Regions from separate parts of the Mus musculus genome. Here region 1 is linked to region 2. The links are chromatin contacts, called in public Hi-C maps. All regions are on one chromosome and are shown on one strand. The core of a region is the stretch at or near the end of the contact, and the rest is flanking DNA. Distances in the headings are between cores, read along the strand shown. Region 1 has its middle 160 kb from the start of Gm31552. Region 2 has its middle 160 kb from the start of Gm31466.

Region 1 (3,973 bases), core at 351-2,850, 320 kb before region 2:
CCCTTTTCCAAGTTATAGTAGTTCTCTGTCCATCTTGATTAGAATATTAAGCCATCTCATTGTACCTGGCCATTCACACAGTAGCACCATGATTTCAATATCATATGAAGGGAAAGGGAATTTCAGAAAGTGGGTCTTCATTAAAATTTACAGTCAACTTAACCCAGTAAATAAACACTATTCCTGGCAATTTTTAAGAGTCAAGGGATAGGGACCTGGGACCCAGAAGGACTTTACATTTGGGTTAAAGGTGAGACCACAGTTTTGGAGATTCACACTTCACTTCCATGTTTGTCTTGCCTGTGCCACAAATGCAGGAAGCTTATCAAGGCGGAAACCTGCTTCCTTTCTTCCCTTGCAGGGCCAAATAGATGTGACCTGACCCAAAAGAGCACTGATAAAAAAACATTCCTGATGCAGAGAGACAGACAGCCCAGAGTGGAATGCAGGCTTTACTACTTTGTTCTTTACTGGAGTTTTAGTAATTTAATTGTCAAATAGTTGCTGTGATAATGTGATACCTAGGAAGTTCAGCAGGTCTTTTGTTCTGGTCACTGTACCTAGTAGGTGGCACAAAGAATGTGTTCAGTCAGTGTCTGAGGCTGCAAGCAATGGAACTGGGCAAATGTCTGAAGAACAAAAGACTCTCATTATTTGCAGACGAATGGTCCTGCAGAATTTGTGTGTCCTGGCCCCCTTCCAGACTTTAGATTGGGCTCTCTTTGGTCCTGCTAAAGCTAGGTACACAACAATTCTAAGAGTGGAGATTAGCATGGGGACTGCAGAGCCAGGTTTTGCACAGGCTCATTGTCTCTTTCAAATGATGACTGCAACATTTTTGTTAAGTTCTTAAAGCTCAGACATAATTATTCTTGAGGTATAAGCCAACATAATGGTTATAATTAATACATAGCCAATTAAAAGCTATCTATCTATTAAAAGCCATAGATAGCTTTTTTAGCCCTCTTATCTTTTTTCTCCTCCCACTTTCTTCTGCCCATGTCAGGAGTCCTGGAAAGACCTAGGCACCATGGTGCAAAATTCTACTTAAGTATCACTCCTGGAATTACCTGGCTTTTGTGCCCTTGCACATAGCAGTTCTAATGTATCACCCAGAATGTTTCCCTTCATGTTTATTTCTCTGAAGCTCTAATAAGCAATCCTGTGTGACATCCCCTGTAGTGCGGTTGCCAGGCAGCAGTAAGAGAGCTGCAGGCAGGAGGCAGGAGATCTGGAAGAAGAAAAGAAGAGGGATGCCAGGAGGAGGAGGGGAGCAGGACTTAGGGAGTTGGGGGATGGGCTCAGGAAACTGCTGATCTAGAATTCTATCTCCTTGTCAGCTTTCATGTTCCCAGCACATAATGAGGCAATAAACTGAAGCTTAGTGGGGAAACAGAAATGGAGAAGAAACAGTGGGATGTTGTCCTTAAATGAGGTGTCAGTGATGTTTCTTATTTTGTGAAGGGGAGGATTCAGAAAGCTTTTACTTTTCCTCTCGAACTTCGGTCCTTGGCAAATGTAGCTTTTCACTTCTAAAAGGGCACAAGCTCTCCCTGGGCTGGCTTTGCTCCAAATCAGCACTGATTAGCACATAAAATCTCCCAGACCTTCCAGCATTGCACCTGGGGAACAGCCAAGTGATTCACAAATAATTGGAAAGGTTCTATACCTCCCAGCTGTCAAGTATGGAAGAGGAAAGCACAGAGAAATAGACCCACATGGCTCTTTTAGTAATAGAATTGGGAGGAGGCTCCATGGGCAAGTCATTCAAGGTGATTCCAGAAGGCAGCCTTCTCACTCTGATTTTTCTTTAGCATTCAAAATTAGGAGCCACTGTTAAACCTCTTCAACACTTCATCTCAACTTGGAAAGAATCTTGCTCTAATGAGATTGAACTGGCATCCTAGCAAAATGGACTGGCATAAATGGCACACGGGTCCCTTTGTGCCTGCCTGGATATTCCCCAGCCCAGTACATCTTGCCTTTTGCCAGCCTCCCAAGCTGTCTAGGACTAGGTTAAACACTCTCAAGTGGTAACACACAATGATTTTTATTTAGATGCTTGATTATTCTCGTTAATCAAATAGAACATGAACAGAAGGTTTGCACAAAATGAACAGTGCATTTACAGAAAACTTTGTGTATAGATGCATATTCACAGGCCCTGAAGTTTCTAGTTACTCTTCTCAAAAGTTGCATACCCAATATCTGGAAGAAAAACATGGGGCAAAACTTGCTAAGTGGCAAGATGATCAGAAAGAACTCAACCTTGGATAGTAATTACTACATTTCTATTTCAGTGTAGAAATGGAAGTCAAGGTAGAATTGGAGGGCCAGCTATGGCAAAGTGCTGCACGGCAGATGATGTTGCTGCCTCCGCACCTTCAGACTTGTTTCTCCTTTATAGTAGCCTGGATTCAAAATCCAAACTGAGCTCATGGAGGACTCAATCAAGGAGAGTTTGTGATTTTTCTGAACATCCTGGGATGAAGAATAAGTGTCAGAAGAATGGTTTTCTTTTGCATACACCACAGAAAGATATATGAAGAAATATGGGGTCAGCATATGGCTTAATCTATAAAGTTATTACCACTAAATTATGAAAGCCTGGCTTTGATTCCCAGGGCCCACATCAAAAAGAGCCCGGATACAATGATGCTGCTACAAACCCAGGCACTGAGAAACAGACACAAATGGATCACTGAGACTTATTGGTTAGCTAGCCCAGCTGAACTGGAGAGTTTCAGGATCCTTCTTCAAAATACAATGTGAAGAACTAACAACTCAGGAACACTTCTGAGGTTGATCTCTTACCTCCACACACATGTTCAGATTCATGAACACACACTCACACACACACACACACACACACACACACACACACACACACACACCATGAAGAATGGGTACTGTTGATATTCTGTCTAAACTCCACAGCAGCAGCCAGGTATGCTCCTCCCCACAATTACCTGGCAACAGCCAGGTAGGTTTGGCCCACTATAAAAGGGGCTGTTTGCCCCCTCCTCTCTCTCTCCTGCTCTCTTGCCTCTTGCTCCCCCTCTCTACCCATTCCCTTTCCCCCTCTCTCCATGTGGCCATGGCCAGCCTCTATGTCTCTATTCTCTCCCTCTCTATACCTCTTTTTGCCTCTGCTACCCTCTTAAATCCCCTCCCCATTCCATAAATAAATTCTAATCTGTACTATACTGTCCGGTGGTTGGTCTTTCAAGGGGTCGCTGAGGCACCCCTTCCCCCACACCCTGTCAGAACATATTCATATAGCACTTTCTCTTTTTATGATCACAACGGGTACAGCAGGGATTAATCAAATAGAAGTTTCTGTATGTAAGAAAGCAAGCCTCATCTGTTCACAGAAACTAGGGCAAGGGCAGTCTCTCTCTGCTCTTTCTTGGAAGGCTAACACTTCTCCCTAAGGATCTGCAAAATATTTACAGACACTTGAACTCTCTAGGAGGCACAGTTAAAGCAGGGACACTACAGCTTCCTGCAATGTACTGTGATTGTAGTTTTGTCACTCCCACACATCAGGGGGGACTAATCAGTGAGGCTGCCTGTCTGCTTGACCAAACCAGTTAACAGCAGTCTCCACAGTGCTTCCCTGAAAACTGGAGATGAAATATTACACTATTTTCTTTTCATGTAAAATTGTGCTTTTAAGAAAGGCAAGGCAAAAAGTGCTCTTTAGTCGGCTTCCTAATTGTGCCACAATGGAAATTTATAGCAAAGCCAGCAGAGATTCTGCATTTTGGACTATGTGTATTTTTCTTTTTGAATTTTGTTTTTATTTTACAAAGTTATGAATGAGTTATTGAATTATGGGAGCTTATTCCAAGTCTCATTGAGACCCTAGTGTCTGTATGATAACCACTGCCATGTGATCTAATAGTAGACTTTAGATATAGGACTTGAGAGAGGTGATTGGTACTTATCCTCAGGACACTCTTATTATCAT
Region 2 (4,295 bases), core at 451-2,950:
CATCTATCATCCTTCAAGTCCCTGTATGATAAGTAAGGATTACCTTTCATCCTTTACAGATGGAATATTTGAAATGTAAAATAGCATATCCAAGGCTAGACAGGAACTCAGCACCATGATTAAATAAAAACTCTTGAGTTTTCAACAGCCATGCCTTGGCAGAGGGGTTTATCACATTGCCATTTTATAGAGAGAGCACAGAAACCCAGGAGGGGAATCCTTAAGAATAAACTAAGAATTTTAAAGCAACTTGAAAGTCTATTTAATGCAGGCTGAAGTTCATAGGAAATCAGCTGAATTCTCGCCACTCCTACCTGTAAGTAGCTAGCTGCAGACCAGCAATTTAGGTGACTTTGAATGACCTAAACAGATTGAGTGCTGACAGGAGTGGGCAAGACAAAAGGAAGTGGCAGGGGAGTTTTACATGCTGTCATCTGTGCCTCTAAAGAACACTCAGTCGTATTAGTGTAAGCAATATGTTTACTTATGTTGGACTGCTCTCTGCACTCTACACTGAGGATAGAATGTTGTGAACCACAGCAGAAATTTATAACTTACTTAAAGAAGTTGTCCATTCAGGTAGGTCTTTCTTGTTCACAACTGTCTGACTTGGGCACTGTCAGATCCTATGGTCCTGTGAATAAGCAGTTTGTTCTCTAAACCACTGAGCCATATCTCAAGCCACTGCCCCCACTCGCCAGATGGTTTAATGGACACGACATTGTGAACACATTCTTGCAGGAGAATCTCCCTCACCTTGTGAGGGAAGCAAAGTGGTTGGAGATTGTCATCTCTCTTTTCTTGGTGATGAAACAGAAGCTCACTGGCTTCTGTGGGTTTTCTAGAGTGCACAGTTGAGGGTAGTTGAAGCTAGATTGACTGCAAGACCCCCAGTAACAAGTATATCTTGTCTATATATGTAGCCGGCTTTATACAATTCACTAATTGTCCTGTCCTTGTCTCTGAGTTACAGAAAATTCGAATCAATCAAATGATGGGGAGATCTAGCCATCACTTGGCATTATTTCAGGACCGTTTTCAATCATCACAGTCATAACTACAGCCCAACTGAGAACCAACTGGAGTCTAAGAGCAGATTGTCTCATCGTTTCTAGATTTTTGTAGAAGCTACAACAATCATGCCATCTTAGCAGTGATTAGGTCATCAGAGTTAATAAGGGTTTAGGAATAGTCACTTTGACATATTCATTCTAGTACACTGTGCCAGGAAAAAGGAGTTTTATGATGTAATAGGAAATACAGGAGAAAGAGTAATAAGTACAGCATGACTTATTGCCAAGATGCTAATAAGTGACAATTCTATAGGTACCCTGATAATATGTTATGAAATTATCTATAGTCAAACCACAGGTTATTAAGAGAAAAATCAAGAAAGAAAATAAAGCCAGTTTTGTAGGCAATGATTTTTATTATGTATAATGCTGGCAGGAAAAAAAAAAGTAATAGAAAATGCTGTAAGCAGCAGTTGTGAGAAAGAGCTGAAAAATTGTAAAGGACTTTGATCTCCTTCTGAGTTGCCCATCAAAGAAGGAAAGATCTGCCATGACCCTGTCATTCCAGGCAGATGACTGACTTATAGCTCAGGTGTGGTTTGCATGCTGAGAGCGGCTAGGGCTACAAGCAGCTTGCCAGGCTCTATATATAGGGATGACCTCACCTCTCCTGAAACATAGCAGCTGTTCACCATTTGTGCCATTTGCTGCAAAGGCTTAGTCCATAGCTAATTGAGCACTTCAGTCCTGCAGAGATAGGGGCCTGGGAAATATTTACATGAGATAGATACCTTTATCCAGATGGAAGCTGGCTAGGACAAGATAAGAATATTTATCTCAGAGGACTGTCAGTGCATCTTGACAGGAGTTAGGGGCTGCCTGGGGAGGGGGAAGGAGAGAGATGCCTGCTGCTCATTCAAGAGAAGAGGGAGAACAAGAAACATCAAAATTGTACTGCTGCTGCCTTCTCTCCAAGCAAACTAAACAGAGCCCTCCCTCTGTGAAAACAGTCTGTATTGTTATGATGTCAACTCATCAGGAAGGCTTTTAGAATTTCCCTAGCAAGATAACCACCTCCTTAACTTCTGGATTTCCTGGCCTAGAATTGATTGACAGTTATAGGATCACCAGCAATTCCATAACATTTCTTTTCCCAGGATCTAATAATCTTGCTGGAGGAAACAAGCATCTATAATATCTGGTTGGCCCGGAAGCACTTATCCTAGTTTGATTATTAATGATTTCTGTCAATAGGAAAACCCCCACTGTTCATGGGGTCTCGTTCTTCCCATCTGTAAATTTCAGATATTATCAGATTTAACTTCGGGTTTGCTTCCAGCTTTGAGGGAAAATCCATGAGTTTCATGAAAGTCACTCCCTTCTCAGAGCTTACAAGACATAAAATGCAATGGTCCAAAATAGTAAAAAGATCATTCTGATGTGATTAGTTTGGATGAATATAACATATCCTTGTTATTTTCAGTTTTGAAAATGAGCAGAAACACAGAAAATATGTGGATTGTCCACTTGAAACAAATTAGCAGACTAGTTTAAAGTAAGAGACTATATATAGTGTCACTTATGAATAGATCCGAATATGATCCAGTTACTCTTCTGATTGTGTCCTTCATTTGAGCTCAGAAAAGACATGTCAAGATGAGGAAGTATAAGTGTTGGGCCAGGAATGTATTTGGATTTAAAAATTTAGAATCAAATGTATATATAATATTTGTCCTTCAGGGTCACAGCTTCAATATGAGTAACCAATGCTGACTACACAAGACAGTGAAATCCTCATCAGGCCATTCAATTACTGTCTAGGAAAAAGGAGCAAAGTCAGGAAAGGCTCTGCAGTAACAGTTTTGAGATATTTAGGTTAAAAAACTAGGGGATGGGGCTAAAAACTAGAGTGGAGAAGAGTATAAAGAACATCCTCGGAAGGTTCGGGAAACAGGAAATGGGATGTGAGATATAGAGTCTGGAGTGCTTTGAGCCATGGGTGCAGTAGACACACACGGAAAGGGCTGCATCACCCAGATGGAGAAGTCAATGCTAGGTGTGTGAGAGATTCTTCCACTCGTTGATGGTGAAAGGTGCTAATATACACATGGAAAGCCACTGGACCAGTCAGCACGTGTGTAGGGCACGATGTTCATGCCAGCAGACGAGCATAAGAACTGGTAAAGTGGAGCTTGCTCAAACACTGGGACTCTTGGAGCTCTGAAATGGTAGGAGTGGAATATTCCCTCCCTGCCTCTAATGCCTGCTCTGGAGCAGGTAACCATGACACTCAACCAAGATGACCACAGGCACTCAGTCACATAGCATAGCATAGGACATGGAAAGCTTCTCAATACAAATGAGGTATCTCAGTAGCCTTAGCCTTCAGCTAATGACCTTCCATTCCTGGATATTCTCATGCCCTTTCTCAAAATTATATAATTCTTGGTTCATCATGAATAAAGTCTGTGCATCCAAATCCACGCCAAATAAAGCAATATGAACAAGCAAAGATTGTCTCCGAGAGCTGCTTTATTAGAGATCCCGACAGGGAAGGCCTTCACCTAAAAGAGGCCTTCACTGCAACACTAAGACTCCCAAAGAAGGCTTTCTCTCTTGTCCCACCCCTCCATCCCTCATTTCTAACTTGGTCTGGATCCTCCGCATACTGGACTTAGCTTTCCTCCTTCCAGCCTGGCATGCAGCCATATATGACACACCAAGAAGAAACCTGGACACGTGGACTGGGACCCCTCTGGGACTTTGCCCAGTCTTCTCAGAGCTGGTGTACCTGTGGCATCCAGGTTCCCCAACAGAGGAGAGGCCAAATTTAGGGCCAGAGGCATGCATAGCACATTTCTGTTTTACCTCTTCAATATTCTTTTTAAGAATCTGTAAATTCACCAGGCAGTGGTGGCGCACACCTTTAATTCCAGCATTTGGGAGGGAGAGGCATGTAGATTTCGGAGTTCGAGGCCAGCCTGGTCTATAGAGTAAGTTCCAGGACAGCCAGGGATACACAGAGAAACCCTGTCTCAAAAACAACAACAACAACAACAACAAAGAATCAGTAAATTCAGCCACAAAAAATTCCATGACTTCTGGACCAGGGTGTCCAGAGTTTAAAGACAGAAAACCTTATACAAAGCTGAAACTATAAGCAGTCTATGGACATAAATATAAATTATGTCATTCTTCAACCTGAAGTTAATGGGTCAAAGGCAACGAGGTAAGGAATCAGTACCCAAGTTCCCTCTGATCTTAGAGGTTAGATGTCACCAC

What was found. Hi-C and Micro-C count contacts between places; a contact is called where the count stands out from the background.
Region 1: a contact with region 2 is called in a Hi-C map of cerebellar granule neurons, with 3 times the contacts expected there. The contact joins two enhancer-like sites. A contact is called at or near these places in 5 of 484 Hi-C or Micro-C datasets (cerebellar granule neurons, cerebellum, cerebral cortex and 2 more).

Annotation. Positions count from the first base shown.
Region 1 is chr3:20,983,843-20,987,815 of GRCm38.p6, reverse strand. No RefSeq gene overlaps it. Among named protein-coding and RNA genes, the nearest start is that of Gm31552, 160 kb to the right of the region's middle. Within about 2 kb of position 1,600, at least 38 of the 459 cell types and tissues checked have an H3K27ac peak or open chromatin away from gene starts, as enhancers often do. A contact at or near this core is called in cerebellar granule neurons, cerebellum and forebrain, where this site is marked.
Region 2 is chr3:20,659,471-20,663,765 of GRCm38.p6, reverse strand. No RefSeq gene overlaps it. Among named protein-coding and RNA genes, the nearest start is that of Gm31466, 160 kb to the right of the region's middle. Within about 2 kb of position 1,700, at least 34 of the 459 cell types and tissues checked have an H3K27ac peak or open chromatin away from gene starts, as enhancers often do. A contact at or near this core is called in cerebellar granule neurons, cerebellum and forebrain, where this site is marked.